3 separate regions of the Mus musculus genome follow, and all the other regions are linked to region 1. The links are chromatin contacts, called in public promoter capture Hi-C maps. All regions are on one chromosome and are shown on one strand. The core of a region is the stretch at or near the end of the contact, and the rest is flanking DNA. Distances in the headings are between cores, read along the strand shown.

Region 1 (2,533 bases), core at 17-2,516:
TTGAAACCTAAAGTACATATGTGATATATCACTGTTCTATGGGATAGGTTGTCATTTAAGAGAGAAATTGGTATACTGGCTTTTTTCAGAGGGAGGGAGGGCAGGAGGGCAGGAGGGATGGAGGGAGAGAGAGACAGAGAGAGATTGATCAAGACATTGATGGTTTTTAAAAATTATTTCTTTATGTGTCTGTGTGTTTTACTGGGAAATGAACTCAGGTCCTCTGCAAGAGCAACAAATGCTCTTAAGCAGTAAGCTTTCTCTCAGGCCTCCATTGATGCTTTTAAATGATAGGTCTGCTATGCACAATTCTATTTTTTGGTTCACGATAAGAGTAGAAAATTAACACATCCTTTATTTGCTGAGTTCATTTGACTTTTGGATCAATGGATTGCTTTTTTAGAATTTGGAGGATAGGATCCAAGTGTATCACACCATGAAAAACTAAGGAGAAGACAAGAGAATTTGCGAAATGAAAATTAGCTTCTGTTGTACATCTTGACAAATTATTTTCAGGCACGTAATTCTCTACTAGGTGCAAGTATATAATCCTTTATATATAAATTTAATAATGTACACTCCCCCCTTTTGTTCAAGTTCTGGTAGGTAATCATTTGGACTAATTGAGATAGTTCAAAATAAAGTAAAAGGAATCCCTTCTTTGTTTTTAAATACTTGGTATAAATTGAAACACATGCATGTACAATAGCTAATTTAAAGTGCCTTTGGTAGTGCATGTCCTGCTAAAAATCCTTCATGAAAACTCTTTCAAAATCAATGTGTATATGATTGCAGGTGATATGTATATCAATGTGTATATGATTGTAAATAAGCTGTAAACTAGCAAAGGCTCCCACCATGGCAGGACCTGTACTAGCTTGCTCAGTCAGGTCTCATGTTTGTTGAGGAAGTGAGGGGTACGATGCTAATCCTGGCAGCAGAGAAATCCTTTGCATATTTGACTGGCACTGGACCCGCCCCCTCCATTTGCGTCACTCAAGCCCCACCCCCGCAGAATTTAATTCCATACGGGGACTGTTTGGGTAGGCACCCAGCCCTTCTTCCTTGATTGGCTTTTATAGTCCTCCATATCCCTCCTTCAACAGCACTTTGCACATCACTGTGGCTACAGCAGAGCGCTGGGGCGCCTGAGGCGGAAGCGGAGGTGATGAATTGTGATCCCATTGTGGGCTAGGCGCAGCGTAGCGTTAGTCATAGCTGTTCCCCCTCAGCCCTCCCTCAACCGGAAGTAAGGCGGCGCGGCTAGCCGGTCAACATGGCTGCGGGCTCTGCGTCCTCCTTGGGCGGCGGTGCCTGGCCAGGCTCAGAGGCTGGGGACTTCTTGGCACGCTATCGGCAGGTGTCCAACAAGCTCAAGAAGCGCTTCTTGAGGAAGCCGAACGTGGCCGAGGCCGGGGAGCAGTTCGCCCAGCTAGCCCGGGAGCTGCGCGCCCAGGAGTGCCTGCCTTATGCTGCCTGGTGCCAGCTGGCTGTGGCGCGCTGCCAGCAGGCGCTCTTCCATGGGCCCGGGGAAGCGCTGGCCCTCACAGAGGCGGCCCGACTTTTCCTGCGGCAGGAGTGCGACGCGCGCCAACGCTTGGGCTGTCCCGCCGCCTACGGGGAGCCTCTGCAGGCGGCCGCCAGCGCCCTCGGCGCCGCTGTGCGCTTGCACCTCGAGCTCGGCCAGCCTGCCGCCGCTGCTGCACTGTGCCTGGAACTAGCTGCTGCCCTTCGCGCAGTGGGCCAGCCGGCCGCTGCTGCCGGTCACTTTCAGCGGGCTGCCCAGCTGCACCTGCCCCTGATGCCACTGGCCGCACTGCAAGCGCTTGGTGATGCTGCCTCCTGCCAGCTGTTGGCGCGCGACTACACAGGCGCCCTGGCGCTATTTACACGCATGCAACGCCTGGCACGGGAGCATGGGGGCCACCCGGTACAGCAACTCGAGCTGCTGCCGCAGCCGCCTTCTGGGCCCCAGCCACCCCTGTCGGGACCCCAGCCGAGACCTGTCTTGGGCTCGACCTTGCCCCTCCCGCAGCCCCCGGACCACGCCCCAGGCTCTGTTGCGCCTTCACCTGGCACACTCGGTGCCTTTGCTGACGTCCTAGTCAGGTGTGAGGTGTCCCGTGTACTGCTGCTGCTGCTCCTGCAACCACCACCTGCCAAGCTGCTGCCCGAGCATGCCCAGACCCTGGAGAAGTACTCCTGGGAGGCTTTCGATGGCCATGGCCAGGATACCAGCGGCCAGCTTCCTGAGGAGCTGTTTCTGTTATTGCAGTCTCTGGTCATGGCTGCCCAAGAAAAGGACACTGAAGGCATCAAGAAGCTGCAGGTGGAGATGTGGCCACTGCTAACCGCTGAGCAGAACCACCTCCTCCACCTCGTTCTGCAGGAAACCATCTCTCCCTCTGGACAGGGTGTCTGATAAGTCACCTTCTTACCAACTTGTTTTATCTTTGGGGACAGGTGATGAAACATGTGATCTAGCTTCTGTTTTTTTTGTCTGTTTTTGTCTTGTTTTTCTTTTCATTTCTAT
Region 2 (2,533 bases), core at 18-2,517, 680 kb after region 1:
AAGACTTTCTTTTGAGGGAGGCTGGTGAGAAATAATAGCCACAAAGGCTGAACACCCTGAGTGAGCAAGGGCCATTTAAAAGATATTCTAGGGCCAAACTCCAATTTCTCTTGATGGGAACTAACCGGCCTGTGTTTGCTGACTGAAGACATTTCAAGGTCCTTAGGCTTCAGGACATTTTGAGGAAGTAGGATGGAATCATTGTCTCCATCTGCTGGCTCACCCTCTGCAATCACCTCAAGCTGCCTCTGGACACCAAGATGAGGAGGTCTGGGTCAAACTTTCAAAGGCAGTTATGCTCTCCACTATAACAGCAACACATCATGAAGATACACTTTGTTATAAGTTGCTTGCACCAAATAAGTACATTGGAATTTCATCTACAGGTTGGAAAACTCCAAGGATCATATTATTTCTTCTCTTATGAGCCATTGTGCTCTGTGACAGGTAAGTCACTGTGTTTGTATCCAAAGTCTTTGGAAATAGGAAGAGAGCCAAGATATCTGGAAGCAACAAGCAAGTGGGGGTGGGGGTGGGGGTGAGGGAGGTTAGACACTGCCTCCTTTCCTGTGAAAGAGTTACCTACCACACCCTGAAGAAATGAAGCTGTCAGCAAAGAACTCACAAAGCTCATTTGCATGTGATTTGCATAGAAGTGTTTGCCCAAATCCAGAGGTCTAATAGCCTAAGGCTGTAAAGCCATCCCAGTTGAATTTCTCTAACCCATATTCAGTCTCCTAGCTTGACCCAAGACCAACCACCCTAAACCTGCAAGCTAATACAGTGCCAAAGGGAGGTGAAGGTGCTAAGAATTCATAGATTCTAGTGGTGTTAAGAGTGAGGTGTCAGGCTACCAACAAAGTCAAAGTGGCCCATTATACTCCAACTAGAAAGCCACCCTCTCAGTCTGTCCTTCCCTCGGGCTACCACAGTCATTGCTGCCTGAGTGAGCAACAGGCGACCCAAGTTGGCTAAGGAGGCGAGAGGGAGGGCTTGGGCAGGCAGTTGAGGCCAAAGAGGCTTCAAGAAGCAGGGCTTGGACTCCCTTCTCCACCCTGCTCCAGGCACCCCTGAGATCAGCAGCGGACACTTGGGGTCTCCCCTGTAAACCAGGACTAAAGCACCCTCTCACCTTTGACCTGTGCGTCATACTCAGGTTGTAGCCCCCGCTCCCGCCGCAACTTCCCGTGCGCCGCCATGGCCCAAGGCCGTTCGCGACTTCGAGTCCCAATGCTCCCACGCGGAAGCGAGGCGAGACCGCCAAGTGCAGGGACTAGGGGCGCCAAGGCCAGCACCCTCCGCGGGCCCCGCCCCGCCAGCCCCGCCCCCAGCACAGTCCCCGGAGGGGCGGGGCGACTTGGACCTGGCACTGCCCGGGTGGGCCTCTGAAAGTCTAGGCACCCCTTTTCAGGCTCATCTCTCTTGAGACAAGTTGCTCCTCTACCTAGATACCTTGAGCCCAAAGAGTCAACATAAAGCAGCAATGCAAGACAACCTCAACATGTCTGGGACCACCTGCTGCTGTTCCTCATTATCTGCAGAAACCTATCTGTGGTTCCCATTGTCAGACAACACCCCTATGGCCACTAGCCCTCAATACTAATGGACAATGGCACCATAGCTGCTCCAGGCTCCTAGGTGGTCTGCCTCTGAAGCCTTCCTGGACATCAGATGCCACCCTCCTTCCAGAGTCATAGCCCATAGTGAGGCCTATGGGAGTTCAGACAGCTGAATGGGAAGTTGTAGGCTTATGCTCTCCCTGGGCCCCCTGAGGGGGAGGGAGCGGGGTTCAGCTACAGTTCCCCTTCTACTCAGCCCCAAAGGAAAGAACTAGCCTCATTTCCCCATAGGTAGTTACCACTTCCTGCTGCCGGAAGAGATTATTTTTGTCTCTTTTCCCTTCCATCTTGCACCTGTAGGGACCTATACCAGTGGGGGCTTTGAACCAGCCTAGAAACAACTCCTACTGCCTCCTTTATCCAAGGATGATGGTGATTTTATTCACCCCCATCAACTCTAAGTCATAAGGCAAGATCTACTTATTAATTTGTCATGTTTTGTTTTGTCTCATTCACAAGGCTTCACTTTGTAGCCCTGGTTGGCTTTACACAATCCAGGCTGGACTCAAACTCTGCCTCTGTCCCAAGGGCTAGGATTGCATATGTGCACAACCACAGCAGGCTCTTCTAGTCAATTAGGAAGGCAGGAGGCAGGTGACAAGCCATCTGTCTTTAGTTCATTGGAGAGAAAGCCCTGGGGTATACAGACTGTGGGCGATAGGCAAGATAACTTACAAAACATGCTTGAAGGTACTAATACAAGGGCATCCACACCTGTACTTACATGCATGGATGTCAAAGTGCATGTGAGCACTTGTAAGCCTGACATGGAGATTTGGCAGGAGGGAAGACTGTTCTGGACTTTCAACTGTGTTCAATCTTTTTTTTTTTTTTTTAAGATTTATTTATTGTTATATGTGAGTACACTGTAGCTGTCTTCGACACACCAGAAGAGGGCATCAGATCACATCACT
Region 3 (2,533 bases), core at 18-2,517, 650 kb after region 1:
CTAGTAACCGCTACCACTGGAGTTGCATTAATCAGGATCAAGACATCTACCTGAAAGGGGTGCCAGGCCCCCAGACAGATGGTGGTCCTGCCTCCCTGAGACAGATGGATAGGGGTTATAGACACTAGATCAGGAGGAGCAGTGGGCTATATCTGTTATTCTTTTCATTTCCTATCAATCAACACCCTAAAACTCTGAACCAGATAGAAGGGAATAAGGTATGGAAACGTCCCTCCTCCCATAATTAAACAGAGTATAAAACAATGTCTAAAATCGCTCCAGTCTCTACAGAAAGAGTCCCAGGCACCTTGCTTCCAGAAGTCCCTTGTCCTAAGCCAATGAGGCCCTTCTTCCCTTATTTTTACCTGATGGACCCATGGTCCACACCCATGTGCATCCACAGGCACATCAGTGAGTGCCCAAAACCATCTCTCTTAGTGTAGTCTTTATTGGCCAAAGAACCTAAGGGAGGTTCTGTGCCTGAGAGGAGACTGGTTTTGCAGTGCATTTGAGGGGATCCCCGGAGGGAATTTGGAAAGGAGGAGGTGAAGAACAAAGCCCCCTCCCCACTTTGGGGTGGAGGGGCAGGCAGCGCCCATCCATCCCTGATCCTTCTCCTCCTCCCATTACCGGAGGAGCTTCGCTCAATCTCCCCCACACCATGCTAGACACTGGCTTCTCCCCCACCCCAGCCGCAATCAGGACTTTAGATGGGGATGAGGAACAGCCACGCCCAGAGCCACACCCCACAGCGGTCGACTGGGTTAGATGGACGTTCTGCTGGGTTCACATTTCCTTCCTCACACGCATACACCCACAGGGATATGCCAACTTCAGCTCCACTTGCCCATACAGAACCTGCCTGACCACTCCTGTGCCCCTCCCTAAGCATGCATTTGGGGAGCCGCCCAGTTACCCCTCACCTGTCGAGCTCTGGCACCTAGCCACTTTCTCCAACCCCATTCCAGATCGCAGGGCTCAGAGCTCGGTGCCTAGCATGCATGGGTGGGGCTCCAGCCTTCCTACCGAGGAGGCACGAAACCCACTCCCTCTGAGCCTGAGGCGGGCTGGGTCTGGAACGTAGATGGTCGCTGCTGCGGTCAAGGGGACAAACCAGCCCACCTTACCTGCGCCGATCAGGTTGCCAGCTCAGTCTCTGTGCACGCCGACCTCGGACCTGCCACCCAGCGATGCCGCTGCCGACGCGATGTTGCTGCTGCTGCTGCTGCGGCGGCGGCGGCGGCGGGCGGGGCAGCGTGCGCGGGGAAGTGGGGGAGGAAGAGGGAGGGGGAGGTAGTGAGATCACCTCCCCCGCAGCAGGCCCCGCCTCGCCACACCCTCGTTCCTTGTTTCATCTGAACCTGGCCGCAGAGCCCCGCGCGTGATAGGGACCTCGTGGGGGGGGGGGGTCCTCTTCAGGAGCTCCAGCAGTCCCAGTATCCCCGAGATGAGAGTGACCCCCAACCTCACTATCAAGGATCCCCGCCGCCCTTGAGGCTTATATTGGAAGTCATTTGCAGAAGTATTCTCGGGATCTCGGGGCTGGACAGTGGGGAGAGGATCCAGACTGGGAACCAGATTACCTCGCCTCCACTTGGCCTTCGAGGGCTCTGGCTAGTAATGGGCATTCATATACCATTAGGTCCGGGCCGCGCCCTGGTCATGTGTTTGAATGTATCCGCACTCTCAGGGCAGAGCGCCTCTTGGAACCCCTGCCCAGCCACGACGCTAAGCCAGGGCTCTTCAGGGATGTACGCCTGAACCTGAGTCCCCAGCCTGCGAAGGAGGTGTGGCGAGGCACACCATACAGTCCCTCCTAAACACTAGGTCCCAGATTAGGCTAGAAGGGAAAGTTCTCAGAGAGAGCGCCCTTCAACCTGAAACCCCCTACTTCTGATCTTCCTCCCACTTCCCTCCTGCTCAGTGCCTTATTTCTTTGTCCTCGGGATTGGCCTCTTTCTGACCTTTCCTGGTCGACCTACTCTCGCTTACAGCCCTATGGGGAAAGCTTATGGAAAGGAGATTTTCCCAGTGGCGCCCCCTCCCAGGCTTAGGGCTGTGACCTCCCAAGCGAGGCGAAGCAGAGGGGGCTGGAATTCCAAAGTGAGTCCAGCTAGCTGAAGCTGCAGGGCAAGGAAGGCCTAGGGCCCAGATGGCAGATTGCAGCCCTGGTAGGTATGGTATTTTTATGAGCATGCCTGTTACTCAGTGAAGCATTCTGTAGGTCCTCTGCTCAGCCTGCCAACACTCCCCCAGTGGTGCAATGCCCTGATCCCATGAAAACACTTTTGGCACTCTGGCCTGGTTTCCCTTCTCATATGATCACCTCCTGCCAGCTTCCTTCCCATGAAAGAAAAACTTGGGGATGCCTGCTAGCACTCTGTGAAAGTCTGGATGTCTTTCCAGACATCCAAAGTGTACCATGGAGTCTTTAGGAAGAGTCATCTGAATGAAGTGGAGGCTTAAGCAAAGAGCTCAGAGGCCACTACTCCTTCTACAGGCCTGCCACTTGGCTCAGATGGATTCAGAATGA

The links. Promoter capture Hi-C pulls out the DNA fragments that hold promoters and counts their contacts.
Region 2: a promoter capture Hi-C map of pre-B cells shows a contact between it and region 1, with 4 times the contacts expected there. The contact joins the promoter of Arhgap4 here to the promoter of F8a in region 1. A contact is called at or near these places in 1 of 39 promoter capture datasets (pre-B cells) and 2 of 115 datasets of contacts at active chromatin or transcription factors (astrocytes and memory CD8 T cells).
Region 3: a contact with region 1 is called in a promoter capture Hi-C map of pre-B cells, with 3 times the contacts expected there. The contact joins the promoter of L1cam here to the promoter of F8a in region 1. A contact is called at or near these places in 2 of 39 promoter capture datasets (liver and pre-B cells).

The regions. Positions count from the first base shown.
Region 1 is chrX:73,227,040-73,229,572 of GRCm38.p6, forward strand. It overlaps F8a (factor 8-associated gene A), which reads left to right and starts at 1,267. Exons shown (of 1, transcript NM_007978.3): 1 at 1,267-2,533. The coding sequence starts at 1,277. The coding sequence ends at 2,422.
Region 2 is chrX:73,910,031-73,912,563 of GRCm38.p6, forward strand. It overlaps Arhgap4 (Rho GTPase activating protein 4), which reads right to left and starts at 1,268. Exons shown (of 22, transcript NM_138630.2): 1 at 1,133-1,268. The coding sequence starts at 1,199.
Region 3 is chrX:73,879,567-73,882,099 of GRCm38.p6, forward strand. L1cam (L1 cell adhesion molecule) reads right to left here and starts at 1,268. Exons shown (of 29, transcript NM_008478.3): 1 at 1,128-1,268.